Linked DNA regions of Mus musculus: regions 1 and 3 are each linked to region 2. Evidence: chromatin contacts called from public HiChIP or PLAC-seq and Micro-C data. All regions are on one chromosome and are shown on one strand. The core of a region is the stretch at or near the end of the contact, and the rest is flanking DNA. Distances in the headings are between cores, read along the strand shown.

Region 1 (3,071 bases), core at 320-2,819, 260 kb before region 2:
AAAGCATGCCCATTGAATTGAAATAGTGAAATGGGTGAAAACCTACATGCATATGGCTCTGATATGTGTGCTCACACATACATTTGTGTATCCACACATATACACAATACATCAGTCACATATAAATAAACATATCAACACCTATATACATATCTAACATTTTAATGCCTTTTCAGATCCACTGACTTAGCATTTCTGCTTTGGGGCTTCAAATTTTCACCTGAGGGTGTCAGGGACAGAAAATACAACAGACTCCCCAAAGAGTGACAGAGTGTTCTGACAGGAAAGTTTCAGAGTTGGGAGCAGATGACTATATAAAAACAGCACTGTAGCCCGAGAAGAATGAGACAGAGACTGCTGGAGGAAGGTACTCCATGCCCACACTGTCTGCTACCTTTCCAGCACCACGGGGACAGGACAGCCACTCGATGCTCCTAAGGTACGGAGAACCACGTGAACAAAGGCTGGAGACACTTACTGTGGAGAGCAAGGCTCAATGGAAATTTGAGGAGTTTTCAAACATTTGAAGGGCAGAAGAGATCACACTTGTTGGGTAGAATTCCAGAGGGCATGGCCTCTGCACTCAAGGGCACTCTAATGATTTACTAATAATGGTGACAGGTAACTCGCCCACACATACCGCTGTGTGTCCCATCTATTAACTCAATTAACTGCCGACAGCCCTCTGGGGCACATGACATCGCTCTCATCCTCTTTAAAAGGTGAGGAACTGATGAAAGAGAAGAGTGAAGGCTGGAGCACAGGCCAGTTGGTTCTAGGGCCTTTGCTGTGCTGCCTCCAGAGGGTCAGACTACTCTGAGGTAAAAGGGAAAAGGAAAACTTTCACACTAGTAAAGCTATCTGGGTGAGAAAAAGATTGCTTCATTGAGGGAGTGAATCTCCCAGAGCTGTGGGGGACAGTAGTAACGCATTGTAAGTACAAGCTGGCTTCCTTCCATTTGGTGAACTATGGCTCAGACGTGATAGTGCAGACAGACAGAGCAGCCCCTGGGATCAGTGGCATCAGAGCACCACAGAGTTGGCCAATCTCCAGCTCCTCCTCCAAACCACTAAGCTGCAATGGGCTAAATGTGTCAGTGGGCTCAGCCATGTCAGGGTCTAGTCATGCACTTATTCTCCTAAACCTGCTTCCTCGTCTGATCAACTGTATTCCCGTGGAGTCACTGCAGGGTTTAATGAACTGCAAGTCCTCCACAAACTCTAGCCATTAATAGAACCACACATCTAACATAAAGCAAAACTCAGAAGGCCCCCAGACTCTCCTACTTGCAAAGGCCTTTTTCTATGACCTGGGTCCCAGGGTACCACTGGAGGCTCACAACACATGAAACCAAGTGCTGGCTCACCCAACCAGCTGGCGCTGCTTCCAGTCTTTGAGTCACACTTTCACCCCTTTCCTGAAGATGACCGCAACAGGAACTTTTTACTTGCTGTGGTGTGGCTACAGAGGCAAGTAAAAAACCACTCTCAGCTTTCAAAACACTTAGAAAAAGATTACCACTCTGAACTGAGACAAGGAAAGAGCAGAAAAATCAGACCTCTGACAGGCCTAAGCACTGCTACAGCACAGTGACACTCACACAACAGGCTGGTAACAGAGCCCACTGTACACCTAACAGTGAGGTTCAAATGGAAAATACAAGTCAACTACACAGCACGGGATGAGGAAACCAGCTGATTACAAGTGAAGGGAAAATGCAGCTGTAACTGAAGCAATGCAATAGACTGAAACTCCTGTCAGACACACTCCTACCTCTGAGGAGGACACAGTTGATGCAGATTCTGCATCACACCAACCAGTGCCAGTCACAGTGAGACAGAATGTTAGCATGCCTGGAGCCATAGAGGCCTTTTTCCAATGAGGTAGTTACAAACTGAATTACGTCACATCATCAGGCAGCAACAGTTGGGAGCTTTCACACACCGAAAGCATGGGAGGAGAGCTCAGAAGGAACAGCATACATGAGGCCCTAGGGAACAGGCACTGTCATGGCAAACTGCAGCTGACGTCACTTCCTCCTGCTGTGCAGCGTCCATACGTGCACCACTGCTTTTCTTCCCTGAGTAGACACCAAGGCCTAAAGACAATGTTTAAAAATTTAACTTCCAATTAAATAACTTCTGAATGGTTCCAGTTCTGGACCTAATTTTATAAAGGACTTTGACTGTTTAAAAATCTGTTAAAGGGAAGGCATCAGTATTTCCTATCCAAACGTAAGAGACAGAGCGTGGGTTCCTGGGCAGGGAGCTGACAGCGAATCTGGGACTGAAATGAACGGAAGGCAGACTAACCTAAAACTGACCTGCCTACCACAGGCTGAGACATGAGAACTGACGGGGTCATAGAGCGCTAGGGAAGGTGTACTATGATCTTAGCGCTTTGCCTGCTCATTGTCCTGTGGCGCGCACCTGCCCATCCATAGACTAGCCTGGCAAGATGTGACCGAGGATGGGTTCTCATCAGGCTCTTCAGAGGTGGAGCTCTGAGCCAGCACTCCAGCAGCTTGGCTTGTGATGTCTTTATAGAGCTGAATAAACTGGTACAAATTCATGATCCGCGATGCTTCCACAATGCCACTGCTTTTGTTAATCTAGAAACAAAGGGAGAGGGGAACATAGACACATAGCAGTCAGTCAATATCCTGGGAAACAGACTTTGCAGTGCACAATATACCTAGAAAAATAGGAGTCTAAATAAAAGAACATATACATTTTCTTCAGTTGTGCGGTTCATCAGAGAACTTACTAAATTTTCCCATCTGATATCTAAAATAACCCTGCAAGGCTGATCAAGTACTGGCCTATCTCAGGTTGAAACATCAGGTGACTTTCCTGGAGTTGAGAAATTAATTTTAGAGATTACTGAAACTTTTCACTGTGATGTTTTAATTCATTCTTTTTGAGACATCTGCTTGGTCTGTCGCCCAGGCCGGCCTAGAACTGGAGATCCCCTTCCTCAGCTTCCCGAGTGTTGTTAGCATTACAGGCATGTACTATCATTACAAGCTAGTAATTTTCCCTTTTTCCTTCCTTTTTATTCACTTTACATC
Region 2 (3,217 bases), core at 599-3,098:
TACACAGAAATGTATGCAGACATACATTCAGACAAAATAATCCCCCACCCCACCCCTGTAATCCATTTACTCTTTATTCTAGAACCACAGCACATTAGTGGGAATTGGTAACGACTTTGTTTTTTGAGTCAGGGTTTCTTTGTGTAGCCCTGCCTGTCCTGGAACTCACTCTCTAGACCAGACTGGCCTTGAAATCAGAAATCCGCCTGCCTCTGCCTCCCAAGTGCTGGGATTAAAGCCGTGCGCCACCACTGCCAGGCTTTTATGACTGGCCCTTTCTGAACACCCCCTCCAATGTATCTACTACCCACTCCCAAAACCATACCTGAAACGAGAAGCACCCCCTTCTGCAATCGCACTCTCCACTTTGGCGGCTTGACAACGAAGAATCTTCAAAAGAATAATATTAATGGATGGGGTGGGGAGGGGAGGGGATGGTAGAAATGAAAAGCCTGGAAAGAGAGAAAACACCAAAATTAGGTACTGCCATACTGAGCTATAAACTTTCAAATATAATTTATTTCCGCTCCCAGCACTGCAGCTGGTTGAACTTTCACTGCATTGCAGCCCTCAGAAGACTAAAATAGAACGAAGTCAAAACCCACAAATACACAATAAAACCTGTTTAGCCCCGTGGATTCTCTTAGTATTCAAGGATGCAAAGAACAGCTTTTGTGAGAAAAATAAAATGAAAAAAAATCTGGATGCTGCCTAGGAAGCAGCCGTATTATGGGGCCTTTAAAATTAAACAGAAATGCTATCAAGACCGGCGGTGCTACAAGGGATATGTCTGCGGTACTAAAATGGGTGGCCGGGGTGGTGACAGGCCGGCCAGAGCCTCACTACCCGGTGTTGGGCAGCTTTTCCTCCGCTCGTCTTTATAAGCCCTTCCTTTTACACAGGGCGCGTGTGGAAAGCCGCCGGAAGGCCGGGGCCACAACACAACATGGCAGCAGGCACCTCCGCCCCACTCCGCGCGAACAAAAGAGCAGCGAGTTCCTCCCCCAGGCCCAGGCTGGCTCAGCTTCCGAGCGGCGTCTAGCGAGGGCCCAGGCCTGGGCGGGAGGCGCCCCCTCCGGGCCGGCCCTTTGTTCTCCCGCAGGAAGGCGGCCTCCTGCCCACCCGCCGCCTCCACCATAAATCCCCCGGCTGACAGCGCCTCGGCTGCCAAGGCCCACAAAGGGACCGAGACTCGCTCTTGGCGTCGCCCGAGTGGGACATCCCGCAGTAGGGCCACACACCTCCTCCCCGCCGGGAGGCCGGGCTCCGGACTCGTCCGCCTCGCTGGTCCCGCGCCAACGGCCGGGCCCTGCCGCGGGCCGCGTCCCTCCCGCCGAGGCGCGAGGCCTGCCACGCTCGCACGCTGTTCCCGGATCCCACGTCAGGATCCCGGCTGCGCCCGCCACTCGACCGCACGTCAGCCTAGCTCTTCGGTCGACACAGGAAGGAGCGCGGAGGCCATAGATTTCTAAGTAGCCCAAAGGCAGAGGAAAGGCCGCCCCGCCCGGCTCCGCCTGCGGCCGCCATTTTGTTCCACTCGACAAGAAGCGGCCAGGGGCGGCGGCCATCTTAGAGGGCTCCGCTCGGCGGCGACTCCACTCACCTTCACCGAGAACTCAGCAGCTGCCACCGCAGCTGCCTCCTCTGGATCCGGTCGTCGGGGACGGGGAAGGGAGGGGGAAGGGGAACGGAAAACAAAAAAGGGGGAGGGAAGGGGGAGGAAGGAGACGCGGCCGGCTTGAAAGTCTCAGCTCAGAGGAGTAGCTGCTGCAGCCGCCACCTGGTACCCGCCGCCACCTCCATAGAGCTCCGGCTCGCTGCTGGCGCTGAGGCGTGTCTGAAGCCCAACTTATCACTCTGAGGCGGCCGACCCACTAGAGCCTCCCCGAGTGGCTCCTTCGCTATCCAATCAGCAGCCGGGCTTCCGTCCGCTACCAATCCGCGCAGGGCGGCGGGGAGGAGCCAGCGGGCAAGCTCGGTTGCGGCGCAGCCTCGCCGCAGTGCGCAAAGCCATATTCGCGAAGGCTCTGGGGCCAAGCCAGTGGCGTAAGGGCGGCGGGCCGGCGCGCTGCGGGACTCTTGCGTAGCGCCGGGAGCCCAGTGAGTGTGCGCCGCCGGGCCGCCTGGTCTTCCTGGGCCGGCGCTTTGTTCCGGAGTCCCAGCCTCATGCTTGCATAGAAGAACCTTTTCCTCGCCTCTCCTCCCTGACCCGCCCGGGCCTGGCGTCCTGAGGGCTCGGCGTGGCCTTGCGGCCTGGCCTCGGTTTAGCGTCTGGGAGCTTTGCTGAAGAGAGGGACGTGTGCCCATCGATAGGAATGCGTTCTGTTTGTTGGTCCTCCATCTGCAGAGTAACGAGAAAAGGATCAAAGGAAGGGCTTTGTATCCCAGGCTAGAGGCAGCTTTAACTCAAATGCTCGGCCTGCTGTCACCGAGCTTGACCCAGACAGTATACTAGGCTGGCTTGAGAAGTGTTTGCAGAGCGCGGGCATTTGGAAATTGCAAAGTCATTTTTTAAAGTTTTTCCTTCATTTTTAACAAACATTAAAGACGGGCAGCGCAGTGCTTTCATTTTATTTAAGGGCTATATAGGAAAATGAAGCATTTCAAACTATACTTCCAGGTGGTATTTTAAAAGATGGGTTATGTATGTATGCCACAGTATGCAACATTTTAGCTTTCCAAAAATGAAGGTATGTAAACGAGAAATGTCCCATCTCTGTTAAGCATGCATTTTTTTTTTTCAATAAGATGGGTTACTAAACTAAAGCACGTGTGTTTTCAACAGTCATGGCTTGGAATTCATTCCCAAGAGCTGGGTTTTCAAAGACCCAAACGTAATTTGGCATGTCTTGGTGTTGAAAGCCCTAGTTCTTAAATAGAATTTTCAGCAGACAATTGTACTTTCCTTAGTATTTAAGTCTGCTGAAAAGTGTGGCTTTGAAGGTTTATAATTCTAGTAAACTTAGGTCTTTGCCTTAGAATTAATGCTATTAAATAAACTTTCACTTAAACTAAAAACTGTAAAAACCATTTTTATTTGGGGGTTAAGTGTAAAAAAGAAAAGCATTTTTTAGGAGAGGGGCAATTTTTTTCAATATAAGAGATTTTGCTTTGTATATATAACTTGTATGGCTTTATAACTAGTAGAAATATATACTGTGATATTTTAGTTTTTCACAAGTGATTTACATTCATTATGATACACTAAAGACATCTG
Region 3 (2,898 bases), core at 309-2,808, 280 kb after region 2:
AGACCCCAGGGAACACATTTTTCTCAGATCCTTCAAAAGGTCAGAGAAGCTGTAAGTTTTTACATAGTGTGTGTTAATAGGCTATGGAGTTAGGCCCATGACCTTGGACCTCAGGAAATTATAGGCCTCTGACAGCCTCCTCTCTTTGAGTTAGTTTTGCTCACAGGCAAGCCAACAGAGCATCAACTGTGGACCAAAGGTGGAGCCATGCTACCTGAATCCAGTTTCTGGAGAGAGGGCCATGTAATTGACCTCAGGGTCTTGAGGTCCAATGTCCCATCTGAGAAATGGGATAATAGCACTTTAAGCCAACCCACATCAATCTCTGTTACAAGCCTGCTTAGTGCCATGCCATGGCTTAGTAGCCATAGAGACCACCAAAGCTGAACAGTACACATTTCATGTAGTTCAAATAACTCCAGACTCCATGGCTTTGCACTCACAGGAATGCATCCTCAAGAAGTCATCTTTTAGTTTTCTTCTGGTGGCAAGTTTAGGAAAATGGAAAAGTCTTTGGAATTACCTCCTCAGCCACTTTAGGCTCTTGGTTTCCAAGATGATGCTTCTGGGGACTCACTTCTCTCGGTGCTCACATTTCACAGGATCTGCTGGTATTCGTGACTACTCATCAAGGTGAGTCCCATCCAACAGGGTCTCTCTTCTGGCTTTGAAAGGGTAACCACTTGGCTGCAGTGCTCATTCTGGGCATGCATGGGAGCTGGGTGGGGCTTGGTGGGCCTCTGGAACATGTCTAGTTTCCTAGTCGACAGGACTGCTTGTTTCCCTTTCCTTCCCCCTGCATCCACAGTCCAGCAGCCATGGCTCCTCCCATGATGCTTTCTGGGCACTTGCCACAAGAACTGAGACTGCTCTACAGTAGAATTCCACGAAGAACCTTGACTTTGTACCAGCTTCGGCTCAAGGTATAGATCTCACTGTAGAAAGGGGGCCTTGTGAGGTCACCACAGAGACCCTCTAGAGTACGGCCAGGCTAACGTGCACTTCTGAGGCCTTGGGCGACTCCATACTCATCCCTCACTAGATCTGATTCCTCATTTGCATAATGAAACACTAAGGTGCCCCTTTCTCTGATCTAGTGCAGTCAAATAAAAATATTGATATTGCCAGGAATGTATGTGCCGAAGTCCATGTGATAAGGGCTTGGTCCTCAACATGGTGCCTTTGGGAGATCATGGAACTTTAAGGGGTGGTGTCCAGTGGGACATCCTTAGGTCATTGGGAGTGTACTCTGGAATAGGATGCTGGGATTCCAGCCCCGCCCTTCTCTAGTTTTCTTTGGCTTCCCAGCTGTGGTGTTTTCTGCTCCCATATACTCCCACCACAATTTACTACTTTGCCCCAGGCCCAGGGTGACAGGGACAATCAATCATATCCTAAAGCTTCCAGAACTATTAACCTAAATAAACTTTTTCTCTCTGTAAGTTGGTTACTTCAGGCAATTCCTTATGTGATGGAATGCTGACTAATACAGATGGGTGAAGACAGAGGTCTTTGAAACAGATGAAGCTGTCATGAGTGGAGCCCTCTTATTGGCTAAGGTTTTGTTCTGTTGGCATCTGGTATGAGAAGATGACTTAGTCAGCAGCCATTTGGCTCCAGGAATAGAAACAGCCGGAACTCCACTTAAGAGCTGGAAGATGGGGGATTTTCAAGCTTCTAATTGCAGGGAATTACGACCAAGGTGGATTCTCAGAGACTGAGTCATCAGTAAGTCTTCTTCTTGGCCTCTCTTGGCTGCATCTCTGAGCCCAGCTCTTTCCCCAAGTTCATGGCAGTTCTACTGTCACAGTTATTCCCGGTGTGGCCTGCCTGGCAGTGGCTGCAGCTTGATCCGCACTTCTCACCATCACCGTACAACTTACCAGTCTCGGTAGCCTCAGGCCCACCGTGGGAGAGGTGTCCTCCTTAGCTTTCTCTGGGATATGCTACATGAGAGTACTATTCTATGGGACCTAGGCCTGAGTCAGTAAGGTATACAGGTAAGCTAGCTACTACTTCCTGGGATTCAGTGAACATCCCAGTGTTTCAATTGCTGTGAGTCAAGTGTGTCTTGGGGTCCTAGTTATAGTGCAAGGTGACACAGAGACTCAATGACAACACAGGGCTAAAATGTGGTCCTCTAAACTCATAGCATAAGATCTTCCCAGAGCATCACTATGGTCTTTCTCTTGTTCAAACACAGAGAAGAACTGGCCTTTGATGGATATGCTCTACCACTGAGTTGCAGAAAACAAAATGACATAACATTACAGCCATGCAGAATGTATTGTAATAAGCCTGGGGAGGCAGAAAGGAGCATTCATAGATTGACCATCAGCTGCTAGATCTCCTCAGGACACATTTTGGATTCCTTCCCTTGCCTTATGACTACATCTCCAAATACAGCAAGAGAATGTATGTGCTCTGTCCTGTATCCACACCCTCCCAACTGTACCAGAATAAAAGAACACAAGAGAAACAAGGCTAGGCCCTACGACTGCAGTAAATAAACAGGCAAGATTTCTGCCATGAGGAATCTAAGGACAGACAAAGTCATTTTTTGATTTGCTGTGACAAGAAGCTGTGGGAGTACATACAGACCTGGCCTGGCTCCCAGGAAGACCCTGGCAAGGCCTGAGAATGAATTGTGCCCACTGCTGGGGTTTCTGAATGTGCCTAGAGTTATGTTTTCCTTGTGGCTTTTCTCCTGGGCTCCCATAGCTACAGGTAATATGATCACATCCATGCCACAGATCAGGAACTGAGTAGAAGTTTGTATGCATTAGCTCATGTTACATGGTTTGAGAAACAGCGTTACAGTCTGTCTGTCACACAGAACATCACTGGGGACTTGTGTCAGTGGACATACAACCATGTGACAACTGATAAGTTGGCAGT

What was found. A called contact is a pair of places that touch in the nucleus more often than the background predicts. HiChIP or PLAC-seq counts read pairs in DNA pulled down with a chosen protein or histone mark.
Region 1: an H3K4me3 HiChIP or PLAC-seq map of pro-B cells shows a contact between it and region 2, with 3 times the contacts expected there. The contact joins the enhancer-like site here to the promoter of Eif4g2 in region 2. A contact is called at or near these places in 9 of 39 promoter capture datasets (the 3T3-L1 cell line, 3T3-L1-derived adipocytes, the C10 cell line and 4 more), 1 of 484 Hi-C or Micro-C datasets (pre-B cells), 2 of 115 datasets of contacts at active chromatin or transcription factors (large pre-B cells and pro-B cells) and 4 of 9 other capture datasets (adipose tissue, embryonic stem cells, liver and 1 more).
Region 3: a Micro-C map of muscle stem cells shows a contact between it and region 2, with 5 times the contacts expected there. The contact joins the enhancer-like site here to the promoter of Eif4g2 in region 2. A contact is called at or near these places in 1 of 39 promoter capture datasets (the 3T3-L1 cell line), 1 of 15 datasets of contacts at CTCF or cohesin (the NIH/3T3 cell line), 1 of 484 Hi-C or Micro-C datasets (muscle stem cells) and 1 of 115 datasets of contacts at active chromatin or transcription factors (bone marrow-derived macrophages).

The regions. Positions count from the first base shown.
Region 1 is chr7:110,822,787-110,825,857 of GRCm38.p6, forward strand. Rnf141 (ring finger protein 141) reads right to left here. Exons shown (of 6, transcript NM_025999.3): 4 at 2,431-2,612. Among named protein-coding and RNA genes, the nearest start is that of Rnf141, 20 kb to the right of the region's middle. Within about 2 kb of position 1,570, at least 125 of the 459 cell types and tissues checked have an H3K27ac peak or open chromatin away from gene starts, as enhancers often do. A contact at or near this core is called in 3T3-L1-derived adipocytes, the HPC-7 cell line, adipose tissue and 2 more, where this site is marked.
Region 2 is chr7:111,081,182-111,084,398 of GRCm38.p6, forward strand. It overlaps Eif4g2 (eukaryotic translation initiation factor 4, gamma 2), which reads right to left and starts at 1,849. Exons shown (of 22, transcript NM_013507.3): 1 at 1,604-1,849; 2 at 326-452. The coding sequence starts at 366.
Region 3 is chr7:111,365,878-111,368,775 of GRCm38.p6, forward strand. No RefSeq gene overlaps it. Among named protein-coding and RNA genes, the nearest start is that of Gm33145, 82 kb to the left of the region's middle. Within about 2 kb of position 1,559, at least 44 of the 459 cell types and tissues checked have an H3K27ac peak or open chromatin away from gene starts, as enhancers often do. A contact at or near this core is called in muscle stem cells, where this site is marked.